2 separate regions of the Astyanax mexicanus genome follow, and region 2 is linked to region 1. A link is a contact called in public Hi-C data. All regions are on one chromosome and are shown on one strand. Each heading gives the region's core, a stretch centred on a gene start, on an enhancer-like site or on the middle of the called end of the contact. The rest is flanking DNA. Distances are from core to core; before and after follow the strand shown. Region 1 holds the start of midn (midnolin). Region 2 has its middle 34 kb from the start of midn.

Evidence for each region. Hi-C and Micro-C count contacts between places; a contact is called where the count stands out from the background.
Region 2: a Hi-C map of muscle shows a contact between it and region 1, with 5 times the contacts expected there. The contact joins the enhancer-like site here to the promoter of midn in region 1. A contact is called at or near these places in 2 of 3 Hi-C or Micro-C datasets (both in muscle).

The regions. Positions count from the first base shown.
Region 1 is chr16:13,572,761-13,577,712 of AstMex3_surface, forward strand. midn (midnolin) reads left to right here and starts at 1,874. Exons shown (of 8, transcript XM_007252620.4): 1 at 1,874-2,108; 2 at 4,343-4,571. The coding sequence starts at 2,036.
Region 2 is chr16:13,606,365-13,611,325 of AstMex3_surface, forward strand. No RefSeq gene overlaps it. Among protein-coding and RNA genes, the nearest start is that of midn, 34 kb to the left of the region's middle. Within about 2 kb of position 3,342, the one cell type or tissue checked has an H3K27ac peak away from gene starts, as active enhancers do.

The DNA of each region.
Region 1 (4,952 bases), core at 624-3,123:
TTAAATTTTCAAGTACATACTTCAAGTAATGTTATATTATTGCAAATAATATTTGCACAAAACGTCTTAGAAACCTCCCCACGTTACCCTAAACATTAGTAAACACTATGAGCTGTGGTTTTGTCTGAACTCGTTTTTAGTGAAAACGATATAAATTTCTACTGACGTTGTAACAGTTGAGCTCCGCGTCGTTTGCGCTGTGACGTCACCGGGGTACGTAAAAGTAAGTAACCAGGCTCGTGTTTACCGTCCTGTTCTTTGCGTATCCTGGCAACGTGTTTTGCTGCGCTGGTTGCTTAGCGTCTCCCCCCTCCCATCCCGGCCCTCACAGATGTGTCGTCATAGCTGGCCACGCCTCCAACCTCCCAAAGGCGTCCCTTCTTTTACAAGGCGACGTGTTTAAGGTGGAATTGGCAAAAAGCACAACATTAAGAGAAGCTAACGTGAATGTGTAGTTATAACATTATAAATATTTAATGTATTTTTCTGTATGTTTGTATATGTGGTGTATAGAAATATAGACACCAGTGTGCAAAAATATAGACACCCAGGGACAGTATATATATATATATATATATATATATATTTATTTACAGCCCACTTTTAAACTGACACTGTTCCCATCTAGGCAAACAGCATATGTGCATTTGCAGTGTACAACCCAGACGGGGCCAGGCTATCACTGAGCCTGATGGGGTCAATCCGGGACATCCATTTGTGGGACCAACATGAGAAATCGATCCGTTACATATGCATATTTATATGTATATAAAGTGCCAGTCAAGATAGAATATTCTTATTAATATTTGTTCAGTTTGTATTATTTACTACATTGTAGAATAATATTGAAGATTTAAAAACGACAAAAGAACACATAGACAATTGGTCAAGTAAAGTAGTTTTATTGCCAATGCTGCATATGTACAGGACATACAGAGAATTGAAATTAAGTTACTCTCCTTCCCAATTTTACAGCAAGTACAGATAATAGATATAATAAAAGAAAGAATGGGAGACACTATGTGTACAATACAGCAGGGACACAAATAGACATACATGAGACAGAAACAAGGTGCAGTAGTGTGGGGGAGAAATAGATATATAAATATAAGCAAAAAGAAATAAGATATATAATCTAAAAGAGTGGGAGACACTATATGTACAATACAACAAGACACAATAAACATACGTAAGACGGAAGACAATAGTGCAATATTGATGGTGATTGAGATGGAATGACAGTATAAATGGAACCCATATAACAGTAGTGGAAGTAGAAAAAAGTGGGTAGTAGAAAAAACTTGCCTTCACAAACACCTGACATAGTCAAGGAAAAGCAGTTAACAGCTGCTCAGCACCTCTAGGAACACCTTTAGGACAGTTGGAGAACCATTCCAGGTTCTACTATAAAAAGCAGAGAAGAGAATAATGCCAAGAGTTGGCATCAATGCAACAGGTGTTTTTTTGAAGACATATGGCTTGTTAAACCATTTTTTGTTCACTTCATAATTGCATATGCATTTTTCACAATTTTGATGTTGTCAATATTAATCTTCCATTTAGAAAACCAAAAATAAAAAAAAAACATTAAATGAGAAGTTGTGTGTCTAAACGTTTGAATATTACTGTATATAAATGTGTATGAGTGTGTGTGTATGAGTCTCTGTGTGTTTGTGTGACCTGATTTGATTTAATAACTCAAAGCCTTAAGTCATTGTAAATACAGGCTAATACAGTCATTGTGTATCGTCTATTTGAACTCTCCACCTTAACACTCAGTCACACCGCAGCAGCTAACGCCGACACTCCACCCACTCCCCACCCACCCGGCCGGAGCTGCATTACCTCCAGCTTCAGCGTTAAGCTCGGCTAAATCACTGAGAGTCGAACCGGCTCTCAGAACGGCTGGTAAAAAGGAGTCGACCCAGCTCCCTCAGCAGCAGTCTGGCTCTGGTTCTGAGAGGCTGTGGACTATAACGTGGATCGCTGCTTTGGATCATTGCTGGTTGTTCTAGAGCAGATTTCTACTCAGTACATGCCAAAACTGGGGAATTTTGAGGATTGTGGAACTTTATCGCGGAACTTTGAGATTTTCGCCACTATTATTGGTATGTATCATGACGTTAACGTTACTTGATTTAGATACCGGGATATACATTTCAACTAGTTACTAGCTAAGTTATACTATTATATGAGCCTAGAATTTAGAACTGTTTTCTTTTTTGCTGAAGTCAATATCAAATTGATGTCCAAAATGTAAAAATCCAGCGTAACCAGAACTAGAATATTTAAGTTAACCTACTTTATCGACCTGAAATTGCCACAGACGTGATTAGACCTTATTAAAAATGCCATAACGTTAAATATCATAGCTAAGCTACATTTCATAGCTAACTAACTAAATACATTGAAGGTAATTTAAATAGCTAACGCTAGCTAAAACAGGTTAGGTTATCTGCTAGCTATGTTATCTAGATTAACTAGTTAACGTTAGCTATTAAGCTAGCCAACCGTGCTAACGCTTCTTTATTTGAGCCAGTTAACTAACCGGTACGCTAGTGAGCTAATTTGAACTGTTTATCCTTATTAACTAAAGCTAGCTAGCACAGTTAGCTAACTACTGCTGTGGTATTGTGTTGTGGTTTCCTTCCCATGTGTAACGTTATTGTTATAAATGAGCTAGTGTTAGCTAACTACGTTAAATTAACTGTTAAATAGTAATTTGACCCTTTTCTATGTAACGTTAACGTTATATAATTTACCACCGTTGCTAACTAACTAGCTGTTAACCAGCTAAATGTTAATCTCGACAGTTTGTAGTTATATCTAGCTTATCTGGCTTTCTGTTCAGGCACTGTCATATGCTATACTAGCTTGTGTTTTTGGCTAAGGATAGCCCATGCAACCTAAGTTACTTATGAACACCTGATCACTCTTTATTTAGAGATGACGACGAAATTGGTCTTTAAACGTTGTTTATAATGTTTTCTGCTTGACAGAACGTCAGAAAACGATGCACTGGCTATATAAACTGGGTTTATGACAGCTTTAGTAACAGCACATGCCTGTGTTCACCACTAGTGGGCGGTGTAGTATCTGTTTTAACCCCTACGAAAAAAAAGCAGCCATGCAATATAATTTACTGTTTTGCTTCCATTAATCAATTGATCAATCCATCGATACATCAGTCCGTTTTCTCAGTACATTAAAGGTGACCCTTATTGTGGCTTAGTGTAGCTGAGCATTTGCAATGAACAGGGGTTGAAAAAATATATAAATATTTATTGCATGTATGGCTGCTGTGTAAATGCTGCATGGGTTCTGTATGTAATTCTGTATGAATAATGTATAAGCCCCCTTAATGGATGTCTATATGAATTTTGTCTTGTATAGAAGCTCTATGGATGCTGTTAAATACTACGTGGAATTCTGTACGCACTCCTGTATAGGTGCTTCATGGATTTCTGATATGCTAGCTATATGTTAGTGGTCGCAGCAGTGCACAACCCGTTGATGAGGCCCTTTTGTTATGGTAGCAGTTCTGCATTATGAATGGTCTTAGGACAGTAGAGGGCGGGTCAGTGCCTGTGTCGAAGCCGCTCACGCCCCTCCCACTCTGACGCGATTCGTCCTCCATGAGGGTAAAAGACTCGCTTCAAATCGGAGGGGGAAGGTGGTGTGGGCGGGGCATATCCTCCACGTGGGTGTCCACGTCTCTTTCCGATTGGCCTAAAGTACCGACGTCTTCGACTGGTTCTGACCTGATTGGTCGGCGGGGCAGGAGGGTGTGGGTGGAGTCGTAACGCGCTGGCGGTGTGTTGTAAAGTGGGGGCGGGTTAAAGAAGCTCATTCTGATGCTGTAGGATCGGAGAGCTGCGCGCTGGCTGGAGGAGCACGGGGTCTGGCCGGGTGTGAAGCTTGCGCTCTTCTTGCTCTCTGTCTGGCGAATCGAAAGCGAGCAGCGTTGTAAAGGACAGTCCGGTGCGCGCGATGTGCGGTTTGTTTGTCTGCGCCGGGTGCGCGCGTTCATCGTGTTTATAGGCATAATACAAATACGAGCTTTGTTTGATCGACGTGGATCGTCTGTTTTTGGACGCTCGGAAAGGGAACAGGGATTGATTTGCGTGCTCCTGGTGATTCCTGGGAATGCTGCCCTAGCTATCTAACTCGCTCTTGGCTTTCTGGTCCCACTGGAGCGGCGGAACGGAGCATTAACGCACGGTGTTATCAGAAAAGCACCGTCCCTGGTAGCTACCCAGCATATACAAACGGACTTGCTTTCTCTCCCTCTTTCTTATCCTCTCTCTTTCTCTCGCCTCGCCTCCCCCCGTTACACGCGCAGGCTACCGAATGGAGCAGCAGCCAAGCGCACGGAGCTGCCCGAGCCGCGGAGCCCCGTCCTGCGAGGCCGTCCCGGGAGAGCCTCCCATCAGCCTGCAAATCCAGTCCACCACGGGAACGCGCTTCGAGCTCTCCCTGCCGGCCGAGGAGACTGTGGAGGGGCTGAAAAGAAGACTGTCCCAGAGACTGAAGGTCCCCAAAGAGAGACTAGCTCTGCTGCACAAAGAGACGTGAGTATATACGTTCAGCTACGTAGTTGTGCATGTCTTCTCTCTCTCTTCTTTTTTCTGTTCTATTTTCCACCCCCTGCTGTTTTAAAGGTAAATAGGTCAGGGAAGGAACCTTCTGGCATGTTAATACAGGGGCCATGTTTAGCCTTTAAGCTCTCTGAGGCTGTCCAACCATTATTTACTGCATGCATCCAATAGAACAAAGCACTGCCCCCTTCCATTAAACCTTTTAGTCTATGTTGCCAATTCCCCCATTTCCTATGTAAGCGTTCCAAAGACGTACTTACTAGCTAACCTAGTTAGCAGCTAGCTACGTTTCTTTTGCTCACATAGTTAACTAACTAGTTAACGTACTTAAGGTAGATAGAAAATGTTAGCTTT
Region 2 (4,961 bases), core at 2,092-4,591, 35 kb after region 1:
TATCGGAGGAAGCATTATCCATACACTACTGTACCCTCAGCAGCCATGCCTTTGTAATGTGTGCAGCATGTGGTTTTGAATTGTCTTATTAAAAAATGCATGGATTACATCTTAATTTAAGCATATGTTGCTTAAAGATCTCAATGCACTTTCTGTATTAATGCTTCCGTCACAAAAAGCCCAGAAATACTAATTTATCTGACCACAAATCGTTTTCCACTATGTAATGGCTCATCCCAGATGCCATGGAGCCTCTGAAATGTCAACACCATTTCTGGACATGGTTAACATATGTATACATATAAAAAAGGACCAAACTAGTTCTAAAGTAGTGGAATGTGTTGGTCTCCGTCAGTCTGTTGGTTCCCAGTGCTGTTAAATAAGAAGAATGGGAATCTGTTCAAAATGTCACATGGCTCTTATTTATGCAGCTGCTTTAACTGAATGAACCTCTAATGCCATTTCTCTCTCTCCCTCTCTTTCTCTCTCTCTCTCACTCTTTCATTCTCTGTGGTCTCTCGACTTGCTGTTCCAGCTGTCTGACCACATCACTGTGAGCTTCCCTGTTGCTGTGAACTGAAAAAGGAAGCCATGGGATCTGCGAGCAGGTCTCCTAATGCTGGAGGAGCTCCAGAAAGACCCCCAAGAGACTGGGCTGATATGCAAATGGCTTCATGCTCTTGATGCGTATGACGGTGCAGTTTCGTCCACCCACACTACAGTTCCCGCAACAAGTGAATAGCTGCCTGCCTGCGCAATTAGCTGTTCGCCTTGTTTTGGAGACATTTATAGAGTGCTCTTCCCTGGTGAATGTGGTCACCTCATCTGTGGTAAAGGGGTCATCACACGCACATGCTTGAGCACATGCTACTGACCTTTAGCAAGAGCAGCAGGAGCAGCAAGAGCAGCAGCAACAGCGTTTCATCATCCCTTCCCCTCACAGGCTCTCACCCACAAGCCACAAGCTCACCCCAGAAATTAATAATCCTCGCCTTTGCCCCCGCGCCCTCATCGCGTCTCATTTACCGATCATGACAACAAGCCCTAACCTGTTGCTTGCTGCGCCTCAAACCGAGCCTCAGCCGCAGTCAGCGGTCCAGACATGCAGTCTAATTAGGAGCTGTCCAACTTAATTGTGTTTCTGAGGGGCTGCTCCTCGAGGAGTGTGGGGGTGCTGGAGAGGCCTGCTGTAGAAATGATTGGGGCTTCTGAAAGGCCAGGCCATTGTTTTAGCTCCTTGCCCAGCAGGTGAAAGTGCAGCTGGCTGATTTGCGTCTCCACGAAGGGCAGCGCCGCTGATGGTTCAAAGAAGCCGCAGCTAAACGCCGGATCGTTCGGGGTCGCCGCCTCGCAAATGTCAGGAACAGGCTTTCGTGAAAAATGGAAGGCCAGCCCCCATCTCAAACCAGCAGCTTCAAGCTCACAGCCTTCCTGAACTCACTGTCACACTCCAACCAGAGATCCAGAGAAAAAGTCTTCAGTGCGTTTCTTTCCAATTCAGAGATGGCCACTTGAGTTAGTGACTCTAGTATGAGATGTACTTGAGTCACATAAAAAATAGACCAGATTTGATGACTCCTGACTTAACTCAGACTTGTCCAAAAGAGCATGTGAACTGTAAGCGTCTTTCTATAATCCATGCACGTTTGGTGGACAAGACAAAAAGCTGCTGTTTTTCGTTGATTTGGGACACAGCCCCTGTGTATCATATAGTGCATCAAAACAGCTGGCTAGTGCAAGTGTAGTATCAGTAAAGATAAATGTTGCCAATAGAATAAGATTAGAATGTGATGTTATTCGCGATAACACATGACCCTGAGTGTTCTATTGCTTTTATAACAGTTTTTTTTTTTACAAAATGACTAAAGAAAATAAAAGACACTCAAAAAATGTATAACGGACTGTGCCTTCCGCTAAAAAGTAGTTCCACAACAAGTGAACTGTAACAGAACTGTAGCTACAAAACTGCGTATGGTGTATACGTTAGCTTGATATTAAAATTGGGGGTTAAGTGGGTTAGTAAAATGTTAGGACCGTAAAATAATGCTGAACATCTCCTCTCCTGCCCCGTGGAGTCGTCTTCATGTGAAAGCAGTGCGTTTGTGAGCATTTCTTCTTGTTTTGCTGGGTGGTGTTGGTTAGCTAGCCGGCTGGACTGTGGTTAGGTTAGCGTAGCTTGCTTTAGTTTAGGATTAGCTTAGCTTAGCGTAGCCTGGCTGGTTACCGTTCCGGCTATCAGACTGCGGCCGAGGTGACTGATGGAGCCAGCACTGCGGGCCATGAGCGAGCGTGCCTTGGCTGAGCGCTAGCCTGTGCTAAGCTAATGCTACTGCTGGTGCTGGTGGAGGCGATGATTCAAAACCTTCCTGTGTATATATGGCCGTGCTGTTTATCACAAATATCAGCACGGTTAGAACACTTCTCAACCAATTAGATTGTAAGGTCGGAACTAACTGCTGTATAACGGGGTGTAAAGCTCCAATGTAGTCTGTAGTCTACACTTACCATAGATGCTTTGTGCATACTATAATTACTTGAGACTTGACTAGGACTCTAGCCTAAATACTACTGACTTGATCTGGACTTATAAAGACCTATAAAGACTCAAGACTTGACTTCTTGACTAGGACTGTAGTCTAAAGACTCGTGACCTGACCTGGACTCTAGTTTAAAGACTCATCACTTGACTTGGACTCCAGAAAAAAGACCTGTGACTAGACTTGGATTCTAGCCTAATAAGTACTGACTTGACCTGGACTTTAACCTATAAAAACTTGTGACTTGACTTCTAGACTTGGATTCTAGTCTAAAATCTCAAAACTTGAACTCAACTGTAGCGTAAAGTCTTGTGACTTGATTTGAACTTTATGATTCAAAGAAACATCCTTATTTTAACTGCCTGGACAGGTTTGTATACTTCTCCGGACCTAAATTTACCACCATTGACATTAAAAACCTTCTGAGGATCTGGTATGAATCCAGTTTGAACTTAGTAAGGATGCTCAGAGCTGCCACAGAGGCTTTTCGGGCAGTTGGAACAAACTCTTGAGCAGATACAGTATTTTATCTTTGTGAATTCACTTTGCAACAATTGACCGAGACACCTCCTGCAGATCTGGTATAGATCCAGTTGCTAGCTTGACAGGATGTTCAGCGAGAACAAGGGTGATCGGTTGGGTCTGTGATTCCCAAGATAAGCTGTGGTTAGGCCACATTTGCAATTTGCATTACAGTTCTGAGGTCTGATTAAGTGGAAAACTCAGAGAAACCCACACAAACGAAACAGATCACTCCGCGAGGAGCTCTCTGTCCCTCAGCACCTCCACCGGTGAAGTGAAAACCGGTCTGAGAAGGAGACGAGCGATGAGATAATCTCTCAGTGAAGATGGCAGGCTCGAGTTGCAGCAGATAAATTCGATTACTGGTACCCCCCTCCATGTACACACTCACACCAGCAGCTCCAGTGCAGAATAAAAGGTGTAAGAGATTAGTTGTGAGCTGTAGCAGAGGGGGAGGGGAGAGGAGGGAGGGAAGGAGGGGGGTTGGGGGGGTTTCCCTCGAGACATAAAAGCTGTGATTATCTGAAATGAGTTAAAAGTGCCAAGTAGATGTGAGGGTAAGGCAGGAAACTGCGTGAGAAGACCCAAAAAAAAAAACACTGTTATCTCTGCATGTGACCCGTCTCGAGATCGCCGTAGTCGTAGATGTTGTCAACAAAGTTAAAGAACAGCAGGTAAAACCCAACAATGAGTTTATTATGCTCAGTCAGGTTATTTCCCATAAAATAAATACATATCAGAGCAAAATATACATCTGATCTTTTAAACATACGCCCCAAAAACTCCCCACATTTAAACCCAAAAACCAAAAAACAAAGTCTGAAGGAAATACCCAGATCTGCACATGCCGAGTTTGTGGCTTTCAATTAAAAACACTGAAAAATTACATAAACACATTATTATTTTTTATTACAATAGTAGTATTACTGATAATTGTTGTCTTTTGTATTATGTTTTTAAGTACAGGTCATGTATGTACGTTAAATTGTCAGTGCTTTTTTTCTTTTGTTAAGATTTAATTATAGTTTCTTCACGTATATATATATATATATATATATATATATATATATATATATATATATATATATATATATATAGCTTGTTGCGTCCTAGTTCATATACACTGGGCCCAGAGCAGCACTGAAGATTTTCTGAAACTTAGGTTCACATTCTCATCACAGCACTTGCTGTCGACTAAGACATTCTGACCTTCCTAATTCCTGAAAAAGGTTCCAACTTCCTCAAAAGTCTGGCGTCATTGTGACACAGTCAAAAAGAGAGCAAAGTTCATAAAGTTTAATTACTAAATAAACAGTAATATATATATACATAACATATACAAATAATATATGTATATATTAATGTACAAAACTATTAAAAATAAGATGTGAGTCTTGGTCCTCCCAAGTTTTCTTCCTCTTCCTGATCTGTGGGAGCTTTTTTATACCTCTAAATAGTTGAGTAATGTTTAGAAATATCCAATTTTATGTAAAAGAGATTTCAAACAACGTATGGGTTTACAGTGTAGTACGAAAAATAAGGTAACTCTTGACAAGTTCAGCACAGCTGTTAACTGAAGGTCATTCTAGTTAACTACCTTATGAAGCTGCCTGATAAAATCCAGCCAAGATGTGCAAAACTGCCATCTAAACAAGAGGTGCTACTTTGAAGAATCTAAAATATAAAACATATTTTGGTTTGTTTAACAGTTTTGTTGTTTACTACAAAATCCATATGTTTTTCCTCATAGTTTGAATGCCTTTAGTATTAATCTACACTGTAGAAAATATAAAAAAAACACAGAATTTTAAAGTGAGTCCACACTTTTGACTAGTTCTGTACAAAGTAAAACAAAATGAAGCCTAAAATCAAAAATGTGTGCGGGCGTTGCCGTCCATTCAG